2 separate regions of the Mus musculus genome follow, and region 1 is linked to region 2. The links are chromatin contacts, called in public HiCAR-type maps. All regions are on one chromosome and are shown on one strand. Each heading gives the region's core, a stretch centred on a gene start, on an enhancer-like site or on the middle of the called end of the contact. The rest is flanking DNA. Distances are from core to core; before and after follow the strand shown. Region 1 holds the start of Med14 (mediator complex subunit 14). Region 2 holds the start of Tspan7 (tetraspanin 7).

The links. HiCAR-type assays count read pairs that join an accessible place to other places.
Region 1: a HiCAR-type map of astrocytes shows a contact between it and region 2, with 2.5 times the contacts expected there. The contact joins the promoter of Med14 here to the promoter of Tspan7 in region 2. A contact is called at or near these places in 1 of 39 promoter capture datasets (liver) and 1 of 115 datasets of contacts at active chromatin or transcription factors (astrocytes).

Annotation. Positions count from the first base shown.
Region 1 is chrX:12,760,605-12,764,281 of GRCm38.p6, forward strand. Med14 (mediator complex subunit 14) reads right to left here and starts at 1,369. Exons shown (of 31, transcript NM_001048208.1): 1 at 863-1,369. The coding sequence starts at 1,095. It overlaps Gm14634 (predicted gene 14634), which reads left to right and starts at 1,674. Exons shown (of 5, transcript NR_045852.1): 1 at 1,674-2,382.
Region 2 is chrX:10,483,126-10,486,651 of GRCm38.p6, forward strand. Tspan7 (tetraspanin 7) reads left to right here and starts at 1,991. Exons shown (of 8, transcript NM_019634.2): 1 at 1,991-2,113. The coding sequence starts at 2,033.

The DNA of each region.
Region 1 (3,677 bases), core at 119-2,618, 2.3 Mb after region 2:
TTTTACAAGAGTAAGTGAAGCCCGCCCTAATTCTTTTAGTCATGTACAATGTAATTCTCCAGTAACAAAGTATTGCAAGATACATCCTAGCGTCTACATACTAACGTATTTCCCTGGAAACCTGAGGGAGCCTAACAATAGGTAAAAAGAAAACTTTTATGGACCTCAGGTAGAAGATGCTAAAGAGTTTCAAATTTTCCTAGTACCTTTTATTCACATAGTGAACCATCCGTGTAGTCGGCTTGTACTCTGAAGGTATTAACACCCTAATCACGCCCCAAGGCATTTCATAGGTAACTAGACTGAAACCCGGAGGCTCATTAGAAAAAAAGTATTCTACTTTCACTACATCCATAAAGACTTAACACGCTTTCAAATGTTGCAGAAAGAATCAGAATTTATAATGTAATTGTTTTACACAGAATCGACCTCCGGCATTTTAAGAGAAACAATTGCAACCTTCATTTAAAACATTGTCAAAAAAGATGTAAAACATTTCCCTTCGTTGAAAATCCCGTTCAGTTCGAATTCTACGTAGTCCTCAATGCTTACTCTTCGACTTAGGTTTTTAGAAAATATTCCACATAGAAATTAATACACTTCTGTTGGGAACTCAAGACAAAAATCCCAAAGACAATCTTCAGCGCAAGTGTTAACATGCGAAACTAACCAGTCTCCGTGCTTTCATCGTCAACCAGATCCCCAATAGTTACCTCCTCCCTGTCCCCAGAACCTAAACCCCATGAATTTCCAAATTCTACGCTCAGCAGCCTAGCTCAGTAAATGGCAAGCATAAGCCTCTCTTGAAGGCGGGAAGGGCAAGTGAGGAGCCGGGAAGCAGGCATGGGTTCGCAGCACTTACAAGTCCGTCAACACCATAAGCTCCGAGTAGGCCCGGTGGAGCAGAAATTCGATGAGCGTGCTAAGCCGGTATCCAGGGCTAGCTGCCGCCGCAGCTGCCGCCGCCACAGCGGCTGCGGGCGGCGGGGGAGCCGGGGCAGACGCGGAGCCGCTGCTGCTGCCTCCGCCGCCGCTGCTGCCACCGCCGCCGCCAGGAGGGATCAGCTGGTGGTTGTCCAGCTGCACTGGGGCCATGGCGGCGTACAGCCCGGCTCGGGGCAACCGCCTGAGATGCGGCCCTGGAGCCTCCTCCCGGGCTCGGTGACCGCACCGAGGCGGGCGCGGGCAGAGTGGCCGCCGCCTAGCGCCAGGCCGCCTCTGAACAGGAAGCCGAGCCCAAGCTGCGGAGGCCCGCCCCCATGTAGGGCCGGGCCGGCCGGCCGCAGGGAGGCGAGCGTGGGGCGGGAGGGCAGAGAGGCGGGCCGGCCGCCACTCAAGTGGGGAAGCTTCCGCGACTGCTCAGCGGCCGCCCGGCCGGCGGGTTATAGCGTCCATGTTGCTGGGCCGAGAGCGGAAGTCGCCAGGCAGAACGGAAGGGGAACCCGCGGGAGGCCCTTTCCAAAGGCAACCTGCGACCGTTCCCCGCGCTGTGCTGTTCTGGGGGACAGGAGGAGGGGGTGCGTGGGAGAGGGGCGGAGCCAGGAGGTGCGTGGGCGGGAAAGCGGAAAGGGGGGTGGGCGCAAGGCGCCGGAAGCCGCGCCGCCAGTCCAGCGGCCGCGTCACAGTAACGTCAGTGGTCCCTAAGCGCTCTTTTTCCCCGCCTAGGCGACCGCAGCGGGACGGTGAACGGAGAAGGGTTGGCGGAGAAACCACCCGTCTCTCCTCTCGGGGCCCCAAAAAGGCGGCCTGCGGCGACCGCGCGCTGTGACTGTCCAACGCACGCTCCGCCCATAGGCGACCCTGGCGCGACGCGTGGGAGAAAACGTTACAGTCTCTTTTTTTCCTTTTTCCTTTTTTTTTTTTGTCAATTGTGGGACAAGAGCAACGACACAATAACGTCATTTGAATGCAGTCTCCTGTGTGCCGCGCCTTTGCTGTCACCCAAAGCCCAACATTGAAACACATGTAGTCCTTAAATCCTTTGCTGGTGTTCTTGGCTTTTGTCCCTGCCCTTGCAGTAGCCGCCCTATCCTGCCTGGGTTTTCATCTTTCCAACTACAGCCTCTTTCTCCCAAAATCCACATGTTTTGTCTGTTTTCTAATCTTGGCTTCTGTTTGAAACGAACTGCAAGCCTTTAAACATGTCTGTGGGTTCCCTCCACCTCCATAGATTCGGAAGCAATTGGTCTTTCGTGATGTCTGGGCTTCGAAAGTTTTTTTGTGTGCGTTTATTTTTGTTTTTTGTTTAGTAACCTAGCTATTCTCACGCACAAGTCACGGAAAAATTAACTGTTAAAAGCGTCTATTTTTGTGACCCTACCTAAACATCGTTTTGCAGCTTCATCTCTCGCAGGTGTAACAGATGCTCATGCTGATCGTAAGGTTAGACAATTCTCTTTGTTCTCCACTTGTACAATTGCAGTGCTCTTGATTCTTGGTCTCACTGTGTTGTCGGGGCTGGCATTTTTTAGCTCTTGAGCTCAAAGTAATTGGGATCACAAGCTCCTCCACTACCTCATCCATTTTTCAGATTGATAAATCATGTATTTATGGGGTACAGTGTTAAATTGCATATGTTTATGGGGTACAGTGCATGAATACACTCCCGAATGAACAAATCGGACTCATTGACTTTGATCACCTCTCATACTTTATTCTTTGTGGTGACAGCTAGAATATACCACCACCTCCTGCCACAACATTGCCTTTTGCAGGACTAAGGATTGAATCCAACCAAATCCTTGCCTATAGTAGGCAAACATTCTGCCTTTATATCCCCAGCTATTTTTTATTGAGTTGGGTTCTCCTTAAATGACATAGGCTCACCTGGGACTTGCTATGTAAATTAGAATGATAACTTGTGATCCCCTCCCTCAGTCTCCTAAGTATTTGGGATTATTGGTGTGCACCTCATGTCCAACTAAAATTCACTCTTATCTGTAGGAGATGTTATTCTATATCTGGGATATTAACTAACATCGCTATGTAACATATTGCTGCCTAACTGAAACATTGTATCTTTTGAGCAACATTTCCCTTTTCTCTGCCCTCAGCATCTGATAAAAATTATTTACTGTTGCTTTAGTGAATTGGACTTGTTAAGATTCCACTTGAAGTGAGAAGAGATACTGGCTTTGTGTGCCTGTCTTATTTGACAATATGTAATGTCCTCTTGATCCATACATGTTGTTGCAGGTGACATTTCATTGTGTATGATATATAATAGACATGTCTACAGTCTCACAGTATAACTCAGACTGACTGTAAGCTAAATCCCCCCTGCCTCACTCCTGAATGCTAGGACACTGTACATGATGAGACACACACATTTTTTTTGTGGGTGTGTTGAAGATAAACCACAGGACCTCGATAGAGCTATGCCTATCATTCTCTGCCACTCAGCTACATCTTTTCTATCCATTTGATTTCTCTCCATGATAAACACAGGTTATTTCTGTATCTTGGTTATTATGGATAATGCTGTATTTGTCCAGTGTAGTGCTGTAATTGAAACACTTTGGAATTAGAGGCAGGAAGACCAGGAGCTAAAGATGCTCTCAACGCCCTAATGAGTTCAAAGCCAGTGTAGAGTATATGAGAACCTGCCTCAAAAATAAAAAAGCATTAGCATGGTGGTGATGGTACACACCTTTAATCCCAGCACTCAGGAGACAGAG
Region 2 (3,526 bases), core at 741-3,240:
TAATCCAAGTTTTCAAAAAATTAGTCCAAAATAAAGCTGCAAAATGAAATGAAGAGTTAGTTCAAAATGATGTTTTTTTTTAACCATACACTCCAGTCTATGTAAACTCATCAAATTATCCTTGAGAAGATGTTACGATTTTTGACTTCACGGCCCCAGTCTTTTCCAGCCATGAGCCTGACGTCGTTAGAAGCGTTTCTCTGTTCCTCCAGAAAGTTGTCTGCCATCTCTCACAATCGAAAAATCAATGTCCAACAATCAATGTTGTTTAGTATCAGAACCACCTGAAGACCTTTAACGACTCTGAGCCCTTCAGTCCATATCAAATAATCCAGACTGGCTAGGCCTGCGCTAGGCATTCACTGTTTCTTTTAAGCACCAATTACTAAGAATCACTGTAAAATCCTTTTCTTTCATGTAGATGCTTCTTATGCTTGGCCATTTTCTTCACCTGGTCTTTTTCTTTCTCATATTTGTTTCTTGTTTGTATAAGGACCTTACTGACCTGCAATCATGTCTAGTTCAATGCAGGTGATAATTATGCTAGTCACAGCTGATCTTGAAAGGCTTTGCCAAGCCTTCGCGACTCTATTATTTCACTCTTTCACAGAATGTATTCCTAACACCGTCCACGTGGAGTTAGCCTGTGATGCTGTACTTTCTTTGGGGAATCAGATGAAATCTCTGCAGACGCAATACTATGTGCTTGTCTTTGCAAAGCTAGCCACAGGAAATCTACGTAGAGTGTATATTATTTTCTATTCTGATATAGTTCACAGGCTATAAAGGTCATTCTTGAAAACTATGTTATCCATTGGTTTTTATTATTCTCACAAGACCATGCAGGCGCCCATCACTACTAATTTTACAACACTTTCCTCACTCCCCAAATCAAAGCAATCACCCAAGCCATCAGCTGTACTCCTTATTCCTGCCCCCCACCCCGTCACCAACCGCTCACCCATTTTTCCCTCTCTATGGGTTTGTTTATTTTAGATGTGGGTAATTCGGTATGCAATTTTTCTGTATCTGGCTCCTTTCACTATGCATACTTGGAAGGTTTATTGCTTGGAAGCACGGGTCAGCAGCACCTCATTCTTTTTTACAGACGAAGTTTTCCATTGGATGACAAGTGAACCATCCGTTTGTCAGCTGAGCTCGCTTGGACTGGTGTTCTCCACATTCGTGCCCAAGTTCTCCGGTGGACTTGTGTCTCCATTTCTCTCCCATAGATATCTAGGAGTGCAGTTCTTACCGTGACTTTACATTCAACTTTTGGAGCAAATAACAGGTTGTTTCCCATTTTGCTTCCTTGCTGCAGTGGGGCTCCACAGGAGAACGGCAGTGCTCTCTAAGTGAGGCAAATGAATCTCTGGTAGTTTAAAGAAATTTTGTTATTGTTGTTATCTGTTAAACATCTAATATGTAGGAAGAACGTTGCTAAATCTCGTTTTTGTCATTTCCAAAGGTGAGGAAATCGAAAACTATGAAGTTCAAAGGGAGTCTATAGAGAACTGTAAAGTAGCCAGGATTTGGGTGTCTCTGAACTCCAGGGTTCCTTACTATCCTTCAAGGTGTCTCTCTGGTTGTCACAATCTGTTCCTGGCATAGACAAGGCAAGGACATGACTCCTGAGTGTCCAATCGCCAAGAGCACTCTATACAATCATTATGTAGGCAGGTTCAGGCCCTGTTTCCAACAAAGCCGAAATCTTAAAGCTAGGGTGGTCTGAGAAAGGCTACCCTGACCTCCAGCCCAGCCTCTAGGCTCTCAGGTTCCTTCTGACTTCAGCTGGAAGTCTGTGCCTGGGCCAGATTGCAGACTTGGGAGGCATTCCTAGCAGTTAGTTGCTCCTTCTCCCCAAGCTCTGCAGGGCGCGCGCGAAGGCAAGCGCGCCGCCCAGCCTGCGCGCGCACGGGAAGCTCCGGCAGCACGCGCTCCCCCTCCCGCCCCGCCTCCCTCGGCCCCGCCTCCTCCCCCTCCTGCGCCCGCCCGCCGCCCGCCGCCACTGCCGCCGCCGGAGCTGAGTAGTATGGCATCGAGGAGAATGGAGACCAAACCTGTGATAACCTGTCTCAAAACCCTCCTCATCATCTACTCCTTCGTCTTCTGGGTGAGTGCCCACTTCTGGCTACTGGCCGGGCCGCGGTCTATCAGACCGTGTGGTGATGCTCTTAGAAAGAAAGGTGGAAGGAAAACCCAAACCCCAAACCCGATCTTAGCCGGTGGACAAGGAGACAGCCGCAGGCTGCTGGGTCGGGGCTGTGAGATGGTAGGGTGCAGGTCTGGGCTGCTCCAACCCTCGAGTTTGTCCGACGAAGGCTGAAGTGGGCTGTGTGGTGGCGGTGGTTGCAGATTTTTCCACTCTTCCAAAAAAAAAAAATTTTTTTTAATGCATTGATTTCTTAAACTCTCAGGACAGGATCAGCCCCTGGGGAAAGTTGTTGTGATTTGTCTGTTTGCTCTTTTGGACTTCTCTCCTTACCTTACCAAGCCAGTTTTGGGTGCCTGTTGGAGCTAATGGAGCTAACCTGTGGCGGGCTGGGAGCGGGCGCAGGACGGCGGGGTTAGATCTAAGATCCCGACTTAGTCCTAACCCTGCAGGGCTGTGGGAGAGAGTCGCCAGGAATCTTCTGCCTGACTGGACAAGGGCGATCAGTCTCCCAAGCGCACTAATGCGGGACAGGCGCCGCCACCGCGTGGAGGCGCACGGAGAGGGTCTTACATAAGCCAGGGGTATCTTTGAGCTTCCTCAGCGACTGGCTCTTACGACCCCTTTCAGATTTCTTTCCACCCCTTACTGTTTCCACTCGGTTATTGTGTTTTTCTGTGTGAACCCAATCTGCAATGCCCAAGAGGAGGACCCCCTACCACCTGGTGGCTGCGGCAGCGCCCCTGTTCCCCACCTAACTGGTACTGCTACTAGTCCTTGAGCTCAATGCAGAAAGGTGACGTCAGCCCTTCAGCCCAGGCCCGCGAAGGGCTGCGTGGTGCACCTCGCTGAGGGATGCGCCCTTCTGTGCGCAGGAGGAGGGAAAAGGGGAGGAGGGGGCTCTGGGCTTATGCCTTACCTCATCCTGTTTGGCAATTCATGGAATCAGTGCAGGGTTGACACTGCAGTGATTTCATTTGCAGAGGTGGGTGGTACCTAAAGACCATTTCCAGTTCTTTCTCTCTTCACATAGATGCCCACCCTAGTTCCCTCTTCCCACCTCAAGTCACAGCCACCCTGCAAAGGAATGAATACCTGCCACCACCACCCTGGCCCCCCGCAACACCATGATCTGGGTCATTCCAGCTCCCAAAGCAGTCATTTTGAAACCTGAATCCCTGTTTAAAAAGATAGACAGACAGACAGACAGACAGACAGACAGATAGAGAAAGAAAGAAAAAAGAACCAGGCTTGCCTTTGGTTGGTTTTTTTTTTCTTGCCCTTCCTACCCCAATATTAACCCTGTTTTTGCTTCAGAAGTGGAGCACAGTATTGAATGATGTACCTATATCAGGATTGATGGTAAACTGGATT